Linked DNA regions of Mus musculus: region 1 is linked to region 2. The links are chromatin contacts, called in public promoter capture Hi-C maps. All regions are on one chromosome and are shown on one strand. The core of a region is the stretch at or near the end of the contact, and the rest is flanking DNA. Distances in the headings are between cores, read along the strand shown.

Region 1 (5,002 bases), core at 2,473-4,972, 2.1 Mb before region 2:
TGGTTTCAGGATACGTAGATTCTGGATAAGGCTCATATGCCCTACAAGGACTGAGGAAGGGCCCAATGTTTGTCTGTTCATCAAAGCTGAGAAAACCTTTCCCTGAGCATCCCCGAGGATCAAGGTTCCCAGGAGGCCATAATTGATTCCAGTGACAGGAGATGAGACCGGGCTGGGGACATGGCTCCGTTGGTAGAGGGTTTGTCTAGCATGCACAGGGCCCTGGGTTCGAGTCTCAGTACCACATAAAACCCAGGGTAGTGACAGTCCCAGCACTTCAGGGGTGCAGGCAGGAGGACCAGGAGTTCAAGGCCATCCTTGGTTTCATAGGATTGCACTAGCCTGGGCTATATGAGACCCGTCTCAGGAATGACATTAGCAGAGGGAAGAGGCTTATGGGGCTCAGTCCAAGGGACGCAGGTGTGTGTGCCCAGAGGCTCCATGGGATAGGCTGCCCAGTGTCATAGCCGCAGAGTTCTTCAGGCTTCGGTACCTGCGATGCTGTTTACCCTCCATTTCAGAGCTCTGATGATGCAAAAATGAACGGGCTCAGAATGCTTCCCCAAAGACTGATCGAAAAGATTCCAGAATATATTAAGCTAAATAAGAACCTTATTAATATTAGTTAATAAGCTGCTCCTTTGAAACAATCACTCAAAAGTACATCTGAGACACGCTCTTTCTTCACCTGTTTCTGTTCACCCCCAAAGTGCCATCATTACCCCAGAGCGACATTGCTATACCCGAAACTGGTGAAGGGCATGCTGGGTGGGTGGGTTGGCCCCTGGGGTATCCATGTTCCCAAAGGGTTTACCTTGTAAGAGAGACAGGAATTCAGTTATGCTGCAGGGTTCAGATGGGGCTGTGAGTGGGAAGTGTACATCATGCAGGACTTACAGGAGGAGGTGACATTTGTTTGGGGTTTTGAAGTTGACATGCAGAAAGAGGGAAAGGGGAAGGGTGACCTGACAGACGCCCTGTTTGGGGAGTTGGAATGTTGAGGATAACGTTGGGGGAAGGTAGATGAAGTGGGTACAGGGTCTGATGATCTCAACCTCTGTGGCAGAGCTGGAACTGCAAACCAGCAGGAGAGGGTAGCGCGGGACCAAGCCAGGTTTTGAGCAGAAAGTAGCAAGATCTGAGATAATTGAGGTGGGGTCAACGAGGGGAGGTGTTACTGTACTGGAAAAGCTGGTCAGAGGTCCAAGAGCCAGACTAGCAACCCATCAAGGCAGGGAGGGGCGATTCTAGTGCTTCTGGGTCCAGGGAGATGGCTGGACCCACCTAGCAAGGAAGGGGTGGCGTGGGCAAGGTCAGCTTTAGAGAAGGTGCATTCTGGGCGATCTCATCCTACAGGGCGCAGACCAGACGGCGAGGTGACTGAGGGCCTAGGACTGAGGGACAGACCCAGCTCGGGGCCTGATAAGGCAGCCGTTGGGAGCCCTGTTCTGCACCAGCATCCCGCTAAACCTTGACATTACACGTCCCTCAGCTTCGGTCCCTCAGCTTCGTCCTGCTGAGTGGTCCCCATTATGTGGAGAAGCCAGAGAGGGTGTCTAGACAGCAGACGCTCATGTGATACTTCATGAGGGCTCGGATGAAGCCCAGCCTGTAGCTGTCTTTGTCACCGTGGTCTGACTTCCCTGCTGCGCACTGGCAGTTTATGAAGCAGGTGACTTGTGAGCATAGAGCATCCACAAAAGTGAGAAGGAGACAAGGAAATGTTATGTCGCTGTGTTCCGAGGCTTCCGAGAACAGCTGTTTCTGGGAGATGGCTCGGTGGGTAAAGTGTTGGCTCTGGAGGCAGGAGGACCCAGCCAGAGCCCTAAGATCTGCTTAAAAGCCAGGCAAGGCAGGGTTATGCTCTTGGCTGCTGTAATACCAGCACTGGGGAGGCAGAGACTGGACACATCACACACACACACACACACACACACACACACACACACACACACACACAACGAGCTCACTGGCCAGCCAGCCTAGGAAAATCGGTGAGCCTGCTGGTTTACTAAGAGACCCTTATCTCAAGAACCAAGGCAGAGATCAGCAGAAGAAAATGCCCAAAGTGGACTTCTGTCCTCCACACACGCAGGCACACACGCAGGCACACACGCCCCCCCCCCAACACATGTATACACTCGCACAAGCATGCAAGTGTGTTTCTGCAAGTGGGAATGTCAGAGCTATGAGCCTCCAGGGGAGGGAGGGTTGAGAACAGTTTCTTTGTATCTGGCAGTTGGGGTGTCATTGAATAACCTTGAGTCCTGGCAGCTCCAAGGGCGAGCTGGGCACGCTGGCCTGGAAGTCAATTGCAGAAGCCAGAGCAGGGAGGGGCCCATGCAGAAGGTGCTTCCGGGAGGGAGGCCTAAGATTGGTGTGGGAGTGAAGCTAGAAAGGGCAGGGTCCACCCTGAAGGCCTCAGCCCCTCACCTGCACAATCTCTCATGCCCAAACCTAGCTAGGCATTTCTAGCCAGCTCTGTCTGCAAAGATGCCCCTCCCTCTTGAAAAATGTGCACATCTCTGTCTGATAAAACCTTGTTCCCCCTGGAGGGAGAGAAAGGAGGGAGGGAGGGAGGGAGGGAGGGAGGGAGGGAGGATGGCGTCTGGAGGCAGGAAGCCAGTGTTGGAATCCAGGCCTGGCTTTGTCCCTCTCCAATGGGCAGCTAGGGGTAGGGTGTTTCATTTCTGGGTTCTGCCTTTCCTATAGAAAAAGATCATAAAAAGAACCCATCTCCTAAGGTTGTGGTGAAAGCTGAACAAGGTCCTGTGTGCAGTGGAGCCAGCACTAGGACAGAGATTGCATGTGCAGAGCCAGCACTAGGACAGAGGGCGCCCCACTGTTCTGTCCGCCTTTACACAGCACTGCCCCCTCTCATGTCTGCAACTCTATTTTCTGCTGGAAACGGTATCAGAATATATTAAGTAGAAAATTTCAGAAATAAAGAATTTGTAAATATTGAGTGATTTTTTTAACACCCCCCCCCCAGTGTATTGTTATAATTATTCTGGTTGTTTAATAGTTATTGATAATCTCTTAATTTGCTTTTCATACTAAATTCTATCATAGTTATAAATGTGCAGGAAAATAATATAATTAGGTCTTCAGATATACACTGGTCTGGAACACTCCTCTATTTGCAAAGTATGTGTTTTTATTTTTGTGTTTTGAGTCCTTCTTGGACTGTAATTTGACTCCAAGGACCAGATCTGTCCCAGGAGGCACTTGGAATTAAATGCTGAGTTCCAGAAGGGAGTGTTAAAGCCATGGCCTGTCAGGGCTGCAGGCGGCAACTCCCACTCGGAGGCTCCATTCCTTCCCACAGCCTGGACTCGCAGCTGCCTTGCTGTCTCTCTGTTGCCCCATCCCTGCATAATTCAGGCAGGCTGATAGGCCTGCTACTCAGGTGGTGCCCTCTCTGCCCCATAGCTCTTGAGAAACCTGTAGGCTCTGAGCACATTGCTAGAGGAGAGGGCGGTGCCTGGGTTATGACCTCTCTCAGAGTTGGAACAGGGTCTCCGAACATCCTCCAGGGCAGATTCCAGGTCAGCCCTGGAGGGTGTCGCATGCCTTGACAGATGGTGTCCGGCTGTAGGCTCCTGCCCCACGTCCTGGAATGAAGGCTTGGCAGCCCTGTTTTCTCCAGGGACAGTTGACACTGGGAACCCTGGACATTGTCCCTGAGCTCAGGGCATGCGTCTCGCGACCATTCGCAAACTGACCACTTGATGGCGCTGTGGCTCCACCGTGTGCCTGCTTTCTCCTCCGGGCCCCTGGCTGAGCTGCAGTGGTCATCCAGGCGCCCGACTGTGCCCTGGCTGCTGGTGGGGCGCAGCGCCTGACGCCTGCCCGTTCTGCTTGAGCACAAATGCAGAGCTCAGAGCTAGTTTCTCCTGCAGCGAAGGAAGTTTGGGGTGTTGGTATTGTGTTCTGTGCTGTGTGTTCCTGCAGCTTCCCCAGCAGCGGGTCAGACGCCCTAGTGTGCTAAAGAACGGTTTAGAGCCATCTGCATCCTGACCTGGTGGTGATCACTGTCTTTGGGGCAGAAGTGATAGCTAGTCTGAACTCTTGTCTAGAGTTTGTACTTAGGAGAGAAAGCTAGCTAAACACAGAATGGAAGAAGGGTAGGAAGAGGAGGAAGAAGAGGAAGAGGAGGAGGAGAAGGAGGAGAAGGGGGGGGCGGGGGAAGAAGAGGAGGAAGGAGGAGAGATTGGAAACTCTTTCCTAGATGAGCTTTGCAGTCATTCTGTGTCAAACCCTTCAAGGGGCGACCGAAAACAAAGAGCCTCCGTGAGTTTGCCTTAGAAATAGTTCTCTCCGAGGTCTATTCTGGTTGCACAAATGTGTACCCCTTCCACCCCTGAGCAGGGTCACTTCATTCATTCCGTTTTCAGTGCACACCCACTCACTGCGGAGCCAAGGGGTTTCCTCACAAGCTTGTTTGTAGATGTTGTTTTAAAAGCACGTCCTTCTTTGGGGTTTCTGTACGCAGAGGCAGGGGTTTGGGTCACCCGGGTCTCACTGAAGCTATGGTTTGGGGGGGGGGGAGGGGGGCGGGGGGCGTTTGGAAGAAGGTGATAAGATTGTCTCTTACAGGGAAAGCCAAATGAAGAGCTAAGCTCCTGATTGGAAGTGCTTTCCTTTTTGTAGCTCCATTTAAGACCAGGACTGTTCTCAGGAAAACAGAGTAGGTTCTGAGTTCAGGCCTCTCTTCTGGGGCTCCTCTCCCAGAAGCCCTCTGTCTCTGTGGAGGTCAGAGCCTTTCCCAGCTGCCTGGGCCAGTGACTGAGAGGCGAGTCCCAGGGGTCACTGCACCAGACCCTTGCCCCCCTGGAACAAATGCAGCCGGCTGGTGGGGGTGGGGGTGGGGGCTGGGGGCTGGGCTGCTCCTCCTAGATCTGCCTGCCCCTAGGGCCAGGCACAGTGTGGGGCCTGAGCTAGACTTGTCCAGAGGCAGGCAGGGCTAAGGGAGGTTGTGACCCCACCCCAGCTGGGGAGG
Region 2 (4,890 bases), core at 173-2,672:
TGTCAATCATGTAACAAAATAAATACCACAATATGAAGTGAGAGGCACAAAACAAATTGAGATGACCTTGACCCTGACTGTCACTGTTCCCACCATACTTGAAGTAACCTATTTTTCTCCTGAGCGTTGGGAAGTGAGTGTGTGTGTGTGTGTGTGTGTGTGTACTCAACTATGTAATGAAAATAAAAATAAAACCCTTAGATGTGGGTAAGAAGAGAAAGACAAGTGTAATGGTAGCTCACAGTGCACCTACAGAGCTGGTTTCCAAGAGGAAATACGACTGCCTATTAATTATTAATAGGAAAAGACAACAAATGATTAAAGGAGATATATTAATTCTCTTCTGTGCTTAACCAAAACAGGTTTTCAAGCAATGCCTTTATTTACTGCCAGGTATCTTCGGAGTTTGTGAAAATCTCTAGAATGGATAACCTCATCCAAATCTCCACTGACAGACTGAAGCAGACGGACGTGCGACTACCCATTTCCTAACTTGGTTTTTCCCTCAACTGTCATAGGAGTACTAGTTATGATGCAGTCGTTTTCCTCCCTGAATCAAGTTGCTTCGATCATTGCTTCCCTTAAACCACACTGTCTTCAAATGAGGAATTTACACCATTATTACTAAGAATAGCAAAGTACTTAGGGGAGACCGACATCGGATGGGAAAGTTTTGCGGTCTTGAAGCTAAAATCCAACTCTGGCTGCTACTTTTTTCCTTTTTTTCTCAGCAAAGGAACTTTGAGACTTGAGAAGCTCACTCTGGAATTTTGTGCTGTATCTGTAGCAAGGACTCCCCCTCCCCAAACACCAAGGATCTAGATTAAGTGCTAAGTCTCTTGGTCCGATCAAGCCCCAGTCTCCTTCTCTTCCTCCCTCTCACCCGCAATAAGAGGAAGAATCCACGCCAGGCTCGCGCTTGACTCTAAACCCAATATCTCCCTACAGCTGGTGCATTGGAAGTTATGAGCACAAACAGATGCTGCAGAGAAATCTGTTTCTATTGCTCAACTCTTCCAAGCGTGTCTCAGTATTTTTAGCTCTGAGGATGTTCTGGTGCGCACACAAACTATATAGGCAATGAGCCGGGACTCCAAAGCTTGCGGGAGGAAAGCATTAACAGCAGCCTGACAACTGGGCACCTCCGGAGCAGCCGGAGCTGTAGGGTAGAGGACTGTGGAGCAAGTTCATTGCCCTGGACACACACAGACAACCCAGAAGAGAACAGGAAGAAAACACAGAAGCCCTTACCTGTTGCTGGTACAGGATCATGGGGACATGGAGTGGAAGTGGGGATTACAGAAGCATGTAAGATCCAGTGGTTTTTGTGAAAGAGAATGAGCCGAAGCAAGTGAGAATTCCCAAGACACTGCTTGCCGGTGCTGGGAAGGCTGCGCGCTGGCCAGGGCTCCAGTGCGCTCTGCGATAGCCTGGAGGCGGTCCTTGTGATAACCGGCCTTGTTGGCTCCGCCCTCTGCCCACTGTTGGCCAATCGGAGCGCACGTGGCTGCGCTTCCCCCGCCCCGGGAACCGCCATCAGGAGGAGGAGGAGGAGGATCTCTACACCCGCGGACCCTGGCTCTGCCAGCCTCGGAACCTGCTGTGGCTTCCTCTACCTCCTCCAGCTGCCTAGCCTGGTCTGAGAGTCCAGCTCTGGGCTGAGGAGGAGGAAGTCGCGGCCCAGAGGGTACAGCAACAGGTGGGAAGCTCAGCCTCCATGCGGCTGCCTAATTGCAGCCTGGCCTTGGGCAAAGCTTCCTACTGGGTTCTGTGAGACCCACACTTCCCGGTTTCTTTCCACAGTGGAGGCCGGCTGTACGTGTTCCTGTATAAGGGCCCGAGAGGTGTCAGTGCCTGGGAAAGACGTCTACAGCAGGGAGGGAATAAATAACCACTGGGGTGCGTCTCCCTCCAGCCCTTTTCCAGCCTGTAGACTGTGGAAACCCACAGAGCACTCAACTGCAGCTTGCGGATAATCCTTAAATTAAACCTGGAAAGGGTCCCGGGACCCGCACTCAATACCCTGCAAAATTTAGATGTGCTAGCGATTGCTTGTCTGACTGGGCCGTTTCTCCTCGCAAATGATGGTGAATTACTTACAAAAAAAAAAAAAAGAAAAAAAATGCGCCTAGACTTCTCTGGGATGTGTGGGGGAAGGGAGGGAGCCGCTGGTTCCTTTCGCCTTGTCCGCCCTCGCCCTCGATCTTTCTCTCCACCACCGCCCGGCAAGCTCTGCTCATGTAAAACCAGAACAATTAGAGAGTAATGAATTCTCTGGAACAGCAACTCCTACAGACTCTCAGCTCTGCCCTCGCTCCAGCGCCTCCCCGTCCTCCTTCCCAGCAACCAGGCAAGAGTACTGCAGACCTTCAAAAACCAGCCTCGGTTAGCACCTGCATCCTGACAATTTATAAATGAATTCTCCACTGAGTGTGTAAAGCAGGTGCATGTTATCTCTGAGTACATTGGTATCGTAGCGAAGCTTTGCTTTTAAAATGACATGATGCGTTTAGGAGTCTTTTATCTTCCACGGAGTTTTGCAGTCCGGTTTAATGAATATGCTTCAAGCACCCCAAAGCATCTGCCTACCTTTAACTTAAGCCCGTAAAGACTGCCTTGAGTCACCAAACAACCTCTACAAAATATTTCGCGTTCTAGGTGGTAGGAGCAGGGCACACTTTTATGTGTACGAGTGTTGAAAGGAGCCGTTCTGAGCTGCTGAGTGGATACCCACCTCCTAGTCCCACATCCGCACTTGGCCCCTAGGAGGTGCTGGTGAAATGTGCATAGATTTTCATTTTACCTTAAGAAGCCTGCCTCTTTTCCTAGCATGAGCAATACACTTAAGAGGGTGCAGAATGGATCATGAAAGCCCTGGGACTCTTTTGATATCCAAATGGCATTTCATTTGCTGAGGCTGAATCCCCATCAAGCCCCAATACTGAGGGTTGCCATTTAAGCCCTTGTATAATGGGATATTTTTTCCCACAAGGAAAGTCTTCTTTATCATATATTAAGTCATATATTATTTATAAATAGCTTGGGTTAAATCTGCAAAGATGACTATATTAGAACCCAGGTTGTAGCCTGAAGCGAAATGAATCCAGAGACGGAAAACGTTAACTCTTCCTTGACCAAGGCATAGAAAAGGAGTTAACAGCTCATTGATTTTTTTTTCTTCCTTTCTTTCTTCTGTGTTGTGACTCACTGCCTAAGTAGATGGTGAAGAGTTTTCCAAACTATAGGAACACCCCCACCCCTGCCCCCACAGGTTAGGATCTCTGTTAGAAATAGCCCAGCTACCCAGAGAAAGGAAGTATTTTCTAGTTTACAGTTGTTTTACTTAAATAGTTCACTCTTAGTAAAATGAATAAGCACCAGGCCAAGACAGCTTCATAGAGCGGGAAGATCATTAAAGAAATGAACACAATATCCTATGGTTTTGTTTGGTTGTGTAAGTTTTGCTGTAGAGGTAGATAAAGTAATAACTCTAGTCTTTCTGTTTACCACAGACTTTACTCTTAGCCCTCTCCTTGTGACAGGCCACAAGGCAGGTATCTTGAAGGAAAAAGTTCAGGAAAATTAGATTTTTACAGCAGCTTTCCAGTCTGAATAGAAGATTTCCCTTCATTGTTAGTTAAACAAACATGAAGGATTTTAATTTTGACTAAAACATTTTCAGCATTTGATAGATAGACTTGCCTAGCTTCCCTGCATTTAAAAAAAGAAAAAGAACGTAACATTTTAATTAATAAATGGCTTTTCACTTTCTTCCCTATTTGGAAATCTCTACTCTGCCAAAGCATCAGGGTTTGGGTAAAAATATGCACTTACTGGAGCAGTGAGGGAAACAGATTTCTCTAGTCAGTCTACCTTTGTTAGCTGATTTAGGATTTATTTATTACAAACACACACACACAGAGAGAGAGAGAGAGAGAGAGAGAGAGAGAGAGAGACAGACAGAGACAGAGACAGAGACAGAGAGAGACAGAGAGACAGAGACAGAGAGACAGAGATTAGTTTTGAATATTGTGGCAGTTGATTGTTGGGATCCATCTGTGGATTAAATTTTTCCAAGGAAATGACAATTACACTCTTACTGATTCCATCCACGGCAACCATCTATAATATTAGCTCCAATATTAGTCAGACTCTGGATGAGACGAGCTGATTGTGTATGGCCATGTGATACAGAGAGTGACTGTCTCACTAGGAGCATAAGTCTTTCCTTCACTCTTACCTGAAGAGACAGAAAGACATGCAGATAGATGCCCACTGTCCATATGTGTTCAAACTCATACAGCAGTCATGAGAATATCAGCAACAACTTCTAGCATTTTCACATATTCCATATTAAGAACCAATAAATTACTATAATAATAATGATGATAATAATAATTAATAATAATAATAATAATATAAATGATAGACTATTAGTTTGAGTTGCAATAGACAAAGCAACCTAAAGTGGCACTTCAAAAGATTATATAGACTCCTTATTGGAAACCTCCTTTGTCTTTGAAAATTAATCATTATTACTTATCATTATGATCATATTTATTCTTTATATTGATCTTTATTGATAGACTTTTAAGATACCTACTCAGCACCTAGTCAAAGAAACAATACTCCTTTTCCCCTTCAATTTTTTTAGATGTCAAACAACAAACAAACAAACAAACACAGTGTTGGAAATGATCCAACACTGGGGGAAAAGAAGCCCATAAGAAAAAATGTTTGTCACATATTGGTATTGAGGATGCTAAGAAAGATGCATATGAACAATGGTAAACTTGTCACCGGTATTAGTCAGGGTTCTCTAGAGTCACAGAACTTATGGATAGTCTCTATATAGTAAAGGAGTTTATTGATGACTTACAGTCTGCAGTC

The links. Promoter capture Hi-C pulls out the DNA fragments that hold promoters and counts their contacts.
Region 1: a contact with region 2 is called in a promoter capture Hi-C map of hippocampal neurons, with 12 times the contacts expected there. The contact joins the enhancer-like site here to the promoter of Kcnj2 in region 2. A contact is called at or near these places in 3 of 39 promoter capture datasets (embryonic stem cells, hippocampal neurons and pre-B cells), 2 of 115 datasets of contacts at active chromatin or transcription factors (astrocytes and forebrain) and 1 of 9 other capture datasets (embryonic stem cells).

Annotation. Positions count from the first base shown.
Region 1 is chr11:113,164,036-113,169,037 of GRCm38.p6, reverse strand. The region is part of intron 1 of 2610035D17Rik (RIKEN cDNA 2610035D17 gene); the gene reads left to right. The region is part of intron 1 of LOC115487747 (a long non-coding RNA gene); the gene reads left to right. Among named protein-coding and RNA genes, the nearest start is that of Gm39467, 32 kb to the right of the region's middle. Within about 2 kb of position 3,722, at least 86 of the 459 cell types and tissues checked have an H3K27ac peak or open chromatin away from gene starts, as enhancers often do. A contact at or near this core is called in astrocytes and hippocampal neurons, where this site is marked.
Region 2 is chr11:111,062,696-111,067,585 of GRCm38.p6, reverse strand. It overlaps Kcnj2 (potassium inwardly-rectifying channel, subfamily J, member 2), which reads right to left and starts at 1,422. Exons shown (of 2, transcript NM_008425.4): 1 at 1,252-1,422.